Linked DNA regions of Anser cygnoides: all the other regions are linked to region 1. Evidence: chromatin contacts called from public Hi-C data. All regions are on one chromosome and are shown on one strand. Each heading gives the region's core, a stretch centred on a gene start, on an enhancer-like site or on the middle of the called end of the contact. The rest is flanking DNA. Distances are from core to core; before and after follow the strand shown.

Region 1 (2,813 bases), core at 163-2,662:
ACAGAATCATCTAGGTTGGAACAGACCTCTGAGATCACCTAGTCCAACCTCTGGCCTAACACAAGTCCTCCGCTATGAAAACATGCTCACTCAACTTGCAGCATTTATAAACACAAGAATTCAAGTGCTTAGAAAGTGACATTTCCTTTAAAATACCCTTTCCTCATAGCACTAGCAAAAAACTTTCAGATATAGCATATATATGCAAAGTTTACTTCCACATCAAAAGTAACTGAACCACAGTTAATAGCACAAATACTTTTGTAAAATAACTTTAACACTACAATGTAATTAACACCATTAAGCCAACGCTCAACATCCTCAGAATATTACCAATTAGCGCTGTCCTTTCTAGCCTTCTTCCCAAAGTTTTCAATTTTGAAATTTGGGAATTTCCTCGCAACGTTTACCTTCAGCAGTTGTATTTACATGCTTTGTTCACCACTGTTTGCTTAACTGGTAGCAGACTGACCACCCTGGCAAGTGATCCTGAGGACCAGCCACGCTCTTCTCTGTAACAGCTGCTGACAAGAAAAACTAACTAAAATCATCAGAAACTTTAGTACAGACAAGGAAAGATACTGTTAACCCTAACAAGCGTTTAACTAACCTGTTAGTCCTATGAAAGGAGGACCCAGAGCACCAGAAATAGATACGTTCTCTGAACTACATCTCTCCTGAAGATGGGTCACACGGGGGATCTAAGCCTTTTTTTCTTTAAAATCACTCGATCGAGTGTTTTAATTTTAAAGTCTGCCTATCGCACCAACCAGAACAGCCCTGGCTTTCGCCTGTCACTCAAATACTGCAAGTAGGAGCCAAACGGAAGAGCAGTGGCGCACCCAAGAACCCTAGGACCACGCACTGATTGTGCTTTACGCGTTCCAACCGAGACGCTCTGCTTCAGGATCATCTGCGAAATAAAATTTTAGTTACTCCTTAGGTCAGAAATCAATTATTCGATCGGGACACCCGCACGGGGAGCGTAAAACCACGGTACCACTCACCTCCAAATAAACAGGAGCCTAAAACACACCCCACCCACCCACCCGGCGGTCCCGAGCCGAAAAAGGCGGCTGAAAAGCGTTCATGAGGGGGAAGGAGACGAGGGCCCCGCACCCCTCAGCACCCCTCACCCCTCCGTGAGGCGAGGCGAGGCCCGGGCCCGCCGCCACCCACCTGCGCCTCCTCCCAGGGCAGCAGCCATGGCTCCTCGCCTCACCCCGGCGGCTCCCGACACCTCCTCCGAGCCGCCCCCGGGAGCGCTGGGACGGAGAAAGGCCCCGAGGAAGGGCCCGGCCTCAGCGCCCGGCGGCCGCCCCTCGGCGCGGCCCGGCCGCAGGAGAACAACAAACTACCACAACATGGCGACCGCCGCCGCTGTCGCCGCTGCCGCGCTGCACGCCGGGACGGCGGCGGACCGGCCCCGCCCCCGCGGGGAAAGGGGGGAGGGCGGTGGGCGCAGCTGGTTGGTCAGCCCGGGCCTTGTGCGCATGCGCCTCGCTCCCTCCCCTCGGCTCAGCCGGCCGGGTGGAGGAGGTGGGAGTGCGCATGTGCAGATGGGAGGGGGGAGCAGAGGGGAGGGGGCGTATAGAGGAAGGGAGAGGCAGATCGGGGAGGGGAGGGGGCGCGCATGCGCAGTGCGGGGGAGGGGCCGGGCGGTTGTCATGGCGGCCGCGGGGCGCGGGGGGCCCACAGAGCGTGGGGAGGGCTGAGGGGATGCGGCTGGGCGCTGCCTTGCTCGGCTCGGTGTCCCTGCAGGCCGCCCTGCTGCCCCTGTGGCCACTCCTCTGAGGTGCCTGGGCTCGGCCTCCCCTTCCTTGGCTTCTCAGCCTGCTGCTGGCTGCGGTGCTTGGAGCTGAGAGGGCAAGCAGTGGGGTTAGGGCAGGGAGGAGAGGTGCTGCACCTCGCTCCTCACACGCCTCTGTGGCACAAGGGCCTGTACAGGCTGTGCGGGGCATCGCTGAAGTGCCCTGTTCGTGTTAGGTTACACCAGTGCTTCAGTAGGCTGTAGGTTCTGCATGACAGCCCGTCTTCAGCTGCCTCTTTCGCGAGGAAGAAAAATAATTAGCAACAGGATTAAAATAAACCCCAAAAGGTATAATTCCCATTATGAATGGTCCTCCATCTTCCAGGGTTTGAGTGTATAGGGAAGCTAGGCTTGGTTAAACAAGTTGATCATTTGTGTAGATCCTGCTTGCATCTACCCTCACACCTCACCTCTGTACATGTTTTTACTTTGCATGTTCAATGTCGTAACATGCTACATCCAATTTCATTGCAGGTTAAACATCCTTTTCCACCACCCTCTCTATTAAGTACTTGTTTTTCTCTTAGCTTAACCATGTGCTCCCCTTTTCTGAAGGCCTAGCGCTCCTGTGCTAACAGGGCAGATCAGTTCACCTATCCCAAAGGAAACTAACTCACTAATCCCAAAGGAAACTAACTCACCAAAAGGAGCTGTTCATTTTCTTTCCAATGGGGGAACAGAACTTGCAGCATTACCCACGCACCACGCTAAACACAGTATAAAAATGAGCCTTAGTACACAACAAACTTAGTTTATACTACTTGTGAAGAAGCCCAATCTGAACTGAAGCAATTTAATGGAGCCTCATGTAACAAGACTAGTTCAAGTAACCGGCAAAACTTTCCCAGGTGGCTAAGTCCTCATGGAAATAATTAACAATGTTAGTATTTAAATTATCAACATTATCTGATTAAACCCACGCTATGAGAATAGAGAAGTTCTCATGTCACTTTGTTCCAGGCTCCCTGCAGACTCATCTCTGCATTGCATTTGGTCTCATTTT
Region 2 (2,758 bases), core at 186-2,685, 140 kb before region 1:
TTGTCCTGCTCGTTGCAGTTTGTGGATATACAACTTTTTTTTTACTTCTTAAAAACTAATTTTAAAGTCCATTTGCACGTGGTTTAAGTTGATTACGACTCAGCTCTATATCACAGACCGGAAAACTCCCATATAATTGCTTGCCCCAAAGAGCTGCATTTTTTTTTCCTGAAATAAAGTTTTTTTTTTTTTTTTCTGAGAGACTGGACTTTGAATTACTTCAGCATGTCATCTTGGTAATTTTAAGAACTCTTTAAAAACTTGAAGTTTCTAGAAATTGTATGTCCTTTGGAGCAAAAGCAAATGAGCCCTTTACAGGAACAGAAGTGTTTGTTCATATGGGAGTCTGCTTTTCTGTCTAACCTGCTCTATCATCCCCATCTCTGCAATTTTGCTCGTCTTTCAACACCTTTGTCTGATTAGTAGCTTTTGGAGATCGGGATAAAGACATCACTTGCCACGCTGCATGAGATAACAATTAATTTAACATTAAACTTCTCCCCTTTCCATTCACTTTGTTTGGATCGATCTCTGTTAATTGTGTTTGCGGATGCTTTCAACACTACGCTTTTCTTAAAAACTTAATGACACCCCGCGAGGAGGTGTAGGAGTCTAAAACGCTCCTCTTCGACTTCGAGCAAAGAAACAAAGAATACAGCCCCAGCGTGCTCAGGAGACCATCTATTTTTAATCAGCTGACTTTTCCTGCACTTCCCAAGGTACTACCTTATTTTAAAGCGGGTGGTAGCTCTGGTCTTTGAAGAAAATGTTGCTTGGGTCCCTCCACTTTGCAGTTGTGGGATACAAAGTCAGACACGCCAACTTCACAAAGCTGCCGTCTCCTATCAAACTTGCCTTTTTCTTCCCCCAAAGTAGCCATTTATCAGCTAAAAGGGGAGTGTGTTTTCAAAATGCGTGGCTTTATGAGGGAGAGCAGTATCTCTTTGCAGGGGGCAGAAACCTGTTACAAAGCCACTTAGGTGGGATCACCCCTAAATGGCATTATGCCTCCCCTGGGCTTTATTAGTTCCCCAATACGTTTCTATTTGCACTGTTCCCCGATAATTCGGCATTTTATTTCCCTGCAACTGCCCTTAGAAACTTGCCTTGCACCGAGGCAGCTTGCTAATCTTATTTATTTATTTATTATTTTTTTTTTATTTCACAGAGGCATCTGTTCCCCTTGCTGACAAATGTACCATTCTGCCAAGAAAGTTTTTTTTTTTTTTTTAAGAAGAAAAAAAAAAAAAACAGCGTGTAATTGATGTTATCCCAAGAAAGCGCAATCTCCACCCCTTTCAGCTCCAAGCCCTTCAGGTAAAAGGAAAAAAAAAAAATCTTTCAAGAATTTGTTGCCTTTTTGAGGGTTAAAACATCAGAAGACAAGCTTGTCTCGCCTTGGCCAATCAGCTCTCGGCCCTGGCAGCTATAATATAGAACTAAAGGCAGACTCCTCTCACAAGCGTCTTGCTTTGCTACCATTAAAATCAGACCCTTTTTGTCTCTCGCTTGCTGTCTCCCGACCAAACTCCGATGTGTTCCGTTATCAGCGACCTAAAGCCTGCCATTCCAGCACCTGTCTTGCTAGGGATCGGTGGATAGTATACGATTCAGAAAGCAGACAAGGACATAGGAGGAGAGAGAGCTCTAGAGAGACAGCCAGGGATAGGCACAGAGAGCTTTGAAGTAATTGGATTCAATGGACGAAATGCTGCTGTTGACAAGAATTCTCTTGGTGGGCTTCATCTGCGCTCTTTTAGTCTCCTCTGGGCTGACTTGTGGACCAGGCAGGGGCATTGGAAAAAGGAGACACCCCAAAAAGCTGACCCCTTTAGCCTATAAGCAGTTTATTCCCAATGTGGCAGAGAAGACCCTAGGGGCCAGTGGAAGATATGAAGGGAAGATCACAAGAAACTCCGAGAGATTTAAAGAACTAACCCCAAATTACAACCCTGACATTATTTTTAAGGATGAAGAGAACACGGGAGCTGACAGACTGATGACTCAGGTAGAGCCACAGAGATACCTGTATTTGTGTTTGTTAACCTCTCTGAGCAATCCTAAAGGACGCATCTGTCTTAGTATGTTTGAAAGCCCCCCCTTTTCCTCTCCCCCTCCTCCCCCCGCCCCTCCAAACTCGGCTAGTTTCCCCCATTGAATGTAAACCCCATCTATCCAGGACAAGTTAGCAGGGGCTGGAGCTGGAGCTGGCTAGATATTTGGTGGGGGATCTGTGTGATACTTACAGTCATTACCGTGCCATGGCGTTCCCTGTAACTTGGTTTAGCGATTGCTGTTTGCATTTGTCCCCAAGGATGCACTTTGATCAAACGAATTGCATACAGCTCAGAGGACCCCAAGTGTATAGTGACCGCCAGGCCACTCACTCATTATTACAAGCGTAGTCCTCGGTTGGTGCGCCTGCTGACTTGATCTTTTTATTTGATTTCATTTCTTTTTTTTTTCTTTCATTTCATTTTATCCTTCTTCTTCTTCTTCTTTTTTTTTTTTTTTCCTCCTCGCGAGCATATTCTAAATTTAGTAGGCATGCAGTCGTGCACTCACAAAAGGCAGCTGAAGCCGGATCGACCATTCCTCTCCTGATTCCGTATTATATAGCTCGTATTGCAATACCATCATTTGCAATTGTGCCCATCAGAGCGTAAATATATTGATATTTCTTTAAGGATGCTCGCCGCCAATGCTCTGGTACTTCCATAGGGGAGGGACTTGCAACTTATCAGCATTGCATCACCTT
Region 3 (2,776 bases), core at 2-2,501, 160 kb after region 1:
CCGTCCCGCAGCACGGGGGCACCCACCAGGCGGAGGAGAAGAGCGTGGCGATGACCTCCTCGGGGAACAGCGTCACGTTCCTCTGCACCTGCAGCAAGTTCAGCACCAGCGCCATGAAAGCGCCCACCACGAAGAGGACCACGCTCCGCTGCACCAGGTGCCGGCTCCAGTTCAGGGTGCTGCCCGCACCGCCGCCGGGGCTCCGCGCCCCGCGTCCCACCGACGCCTGCGAGGGGCCTCCGGAGCTCAGCATCTCATCCGCCTTGGTGGCCGCGTCGCCCGGCTGCGTTTTGTGCCTCCCCCTGGCAGCGCACGAACAGCTCCAGGCGCAGCTCTCCAGCCTGGGCATCGGCCTCGCCGGCAGCCCTGCAACGCGAGCGGGAAAAACAACCGGTTATAACAAGCCTGAAGACGAGCGCCGCGCTACGGGGCGAGCTGTGAGGAGATGCGGCAGGAGGGGAAGGAGCCAGGCCTGGAGGCAGCAGGAGGACAAAGATCCCCACTCCACTGGGATGGGGGCTCCCGTTCTTGTCAGGATGGGGCCCCGGGGGGGCTCCCATTGGGGCCGGTGGGCTCCCATTCCTGTGAGGGGACAGCCCAGGGGGCTCCTATCAGGGCTGCGGGACTCCCATTCCTGTCAGGGTTGAGCCTGGTGGGCTACTGTTAGGGCCGGGGGCTCCAATTCCTGTCAGGATTGGGCCCGGTGGGCTCCCGTTGTGGCCGGGGGCTCCTGTCAGGGCCCAAGGGGCTCCCGTTCCTGTCAGGATCAGGCCCGGGGGGGTCCTGTCAGGGCACAGGGGCTCCCATTCCTGCCAGGGTTGAGCCCGGCGGGCTACCGTTAGGGACAGTGGGCTCCCGTTCCTGTCAGGATCTGGCCCGGTGGGCTCCCCTTGGGGCCAGGGGCCTCCCATTCCTGTCAGGATCTGGCCCGAGGGGCTCCTATCAGGGCCGGGGGGACTCCCATTCCTGTCAGGACCCACAGCTCTGAGGCTCCGACCCCCCATTCCTGTCACGACCGGCCCCTGGAGCCCCCAATTCCTGTCACGACCGGCCCCCCCCCGTCCCTCCTCTTCCCACCGCCGCTCTCTCTCACCTCAGGCCCCCGCCGCCCAGCCTCAGCCCGCGAGGGACGGGACGAGGACACAGACCGCCCCCCCACCGCCGTCCCGCTCCCGGCGCTCGGGTTTATAACCGCCGGCCGCCGCGGTCACGTCAGGCGCCGCCGACCTACCGGCGGCCGGGGGCAGCGCCGGGCCCCGCCGCAGCCGCCGCCCCGCCCCGCGGCGGAGGGGGCGTGGCTAAAGGCGGAGGGGGCGTGGCTAAAGGGGGAGGGGGGGTGGCGGCGGTGGGCGGGGCCGCGGCGCGAGCTCGCCGAGCGCGGGAGTCGCGCGCTCAGCCCGGCGGCGTCGGGTGAGGCGGGCGCAGCCAATGGCGGGCGGGCGGCTGATATGACGTGCGGGACACACCACCCGCCCCGCGCGCGGCCCCGCCGCCCCGCCCCGCCCCGCCGCGGGAGCGCGCGTCAGGCGTTACCTCATGGGGGGGGGGGGGGAGCGTTACCTCAGCGCTGAGGCGGCGACGGGAGGGTGGCGGGCGGTGAGGCGCCTGAGGGGAGCCGAAGGGCAAAATAATCGTATAATCACAGAATCGTAGAATCGTAACAGAATGATAAAATACATGAAATACACAATCACAGAATCATAGATTCATTAGGGTGGGAAAAGCCCTCCAAGATCACCTGGTCCAACCATCCCCCTACCACCAGTGTCACCACTAAACCATGTCCCCAAGCACCACGTCCAACCTCTCCTTGAACACCCCCAGGGACGGTGACTCCACCACCTCCCTGGGCAACCCGTCCCAACACCTGACTGCTCTTTCTGAGAAGAAATGTCTCCTCATTTCCAACCTGAACCTCCCCTGGTGCAACTTGAGGCCCTTCCCTCTAGTCCTATCACTAGTTACCTGTGAGAAGAGGCCGACCCCCAGCTCCCCACACCTTCCTTTCATGTAGCTGTAGAGAGCAATGAGGTCTCCCCTGAGCCTCCTCCAGACCAAGCACCCCCAGCTCCCTCCGCCACTCCTCACAGGACTTGTGCTCCAGGCCCTTCACCAGCTTTGTAGCCCTTGGCCCTAGTTCAACCCAGTTGTGTTTCGTTGATGTGTGCAATATAACAAATGTCAATAAATCATACAAAAAGAAGGACATCCCTTGTGTATGATAAAGTGAAAAATTCGTCTAGTGTATGGCTATCCCTTTTGATCTTTCACCTATCCCAACTGGTATACAGAGCCATAGGATTGCTGAGCCTACTGAGCAACATGCCTTTTGGACTAGGTTCCGTACTGTCTTTGAGCTGTATAAGTTGTTAGTGCCACTGCTAGAAGTCATAGAAGAGACTAATGTTGTTCTCTGAATAGTGACCAGCTTGGGATCAGACCAGTTCCACCTCTTAGTCCTTACTGCTGGACTGCCACATATGCCGACTCTGTATGTGGCTCTGTAGATGTTCACTTTCTATTTCTGTTTTATCCCCATAGTGTACCGAAGCAGTTTTGGTTTTACTCTCAAATGCTAAAGTTATCTTGATTCTTCTGTCAGGTTTTTTAAGATGTTGAAGAAGATCGGTAATGTTTTTAGCTAGTTCAGAAATCCCCATTAATTTGAATTTTGAGCATGCATAACTATATTCAGTTTGTTTTACAGTATGGGTTTACTTTAGTCTTTCTTCCTCTAACTTCAAGTAAGTTGAAATGTCAATAAATAGAAAATTTC

The links. Hi-C and Micro-C count contacts between places; a contact is called where the count stands out from the background.
Region 2: a Hi-C map of liver shows a contact between it and region 1, with 6 times the contacts expected there. The contact joins the promoter of SHH here to the promoter of RBM33 in region 1. A contact is called at or near these places in 2 of 7 Hi-C or Micro-C datasets (both in liver).
Region 3: a Hi-C map of liver shows a contact between it and region 1, with 4 times the contacts expected there. The contact joins the promoter of INSIG1 here to the promoter of RBM33 in region 1. A contact is called at or near these places in 2 of 7 Hi-C or Micro-C datasets (both in liver).

Annotation. Positions count from the first base shown.
Region 1 is chr2:9,082,016-9,084,828 of Taihu_goose_T2T_genome, reverse strand. It overlaps RBM33 (RNA binding motif protein 33), which reads right to left and starts at 1,412. Exons shown (of 18, transcript XM_048062264.2): 1 at 1,180-1,412. The coding sequence starts at 1,207.
Region 2 is chr2:9,217,801-9,220,558 of Taihu_goose_T2T_genome, reverse strand. SHH (sonic hedgehog signaling molecule) reads left to right here and starts at 1,435. Exons shown (of 3, transcript XM_048062464.2): 1 at 1,435-2,008. The coding sequence starts at 1,700.
Region 3 is chr2:8,920,714-8,923,489 of Taihu_goose_T2T_genome, reverse strand. It overlaps INSIG1 (insulin induced gene 1), which reads right to left and starts at 1,251. Exons shown (of 6, transcript XM_066991440.1): 1 at 1,094-1,251; 2 at 1-366. The coding sequence starts at 349.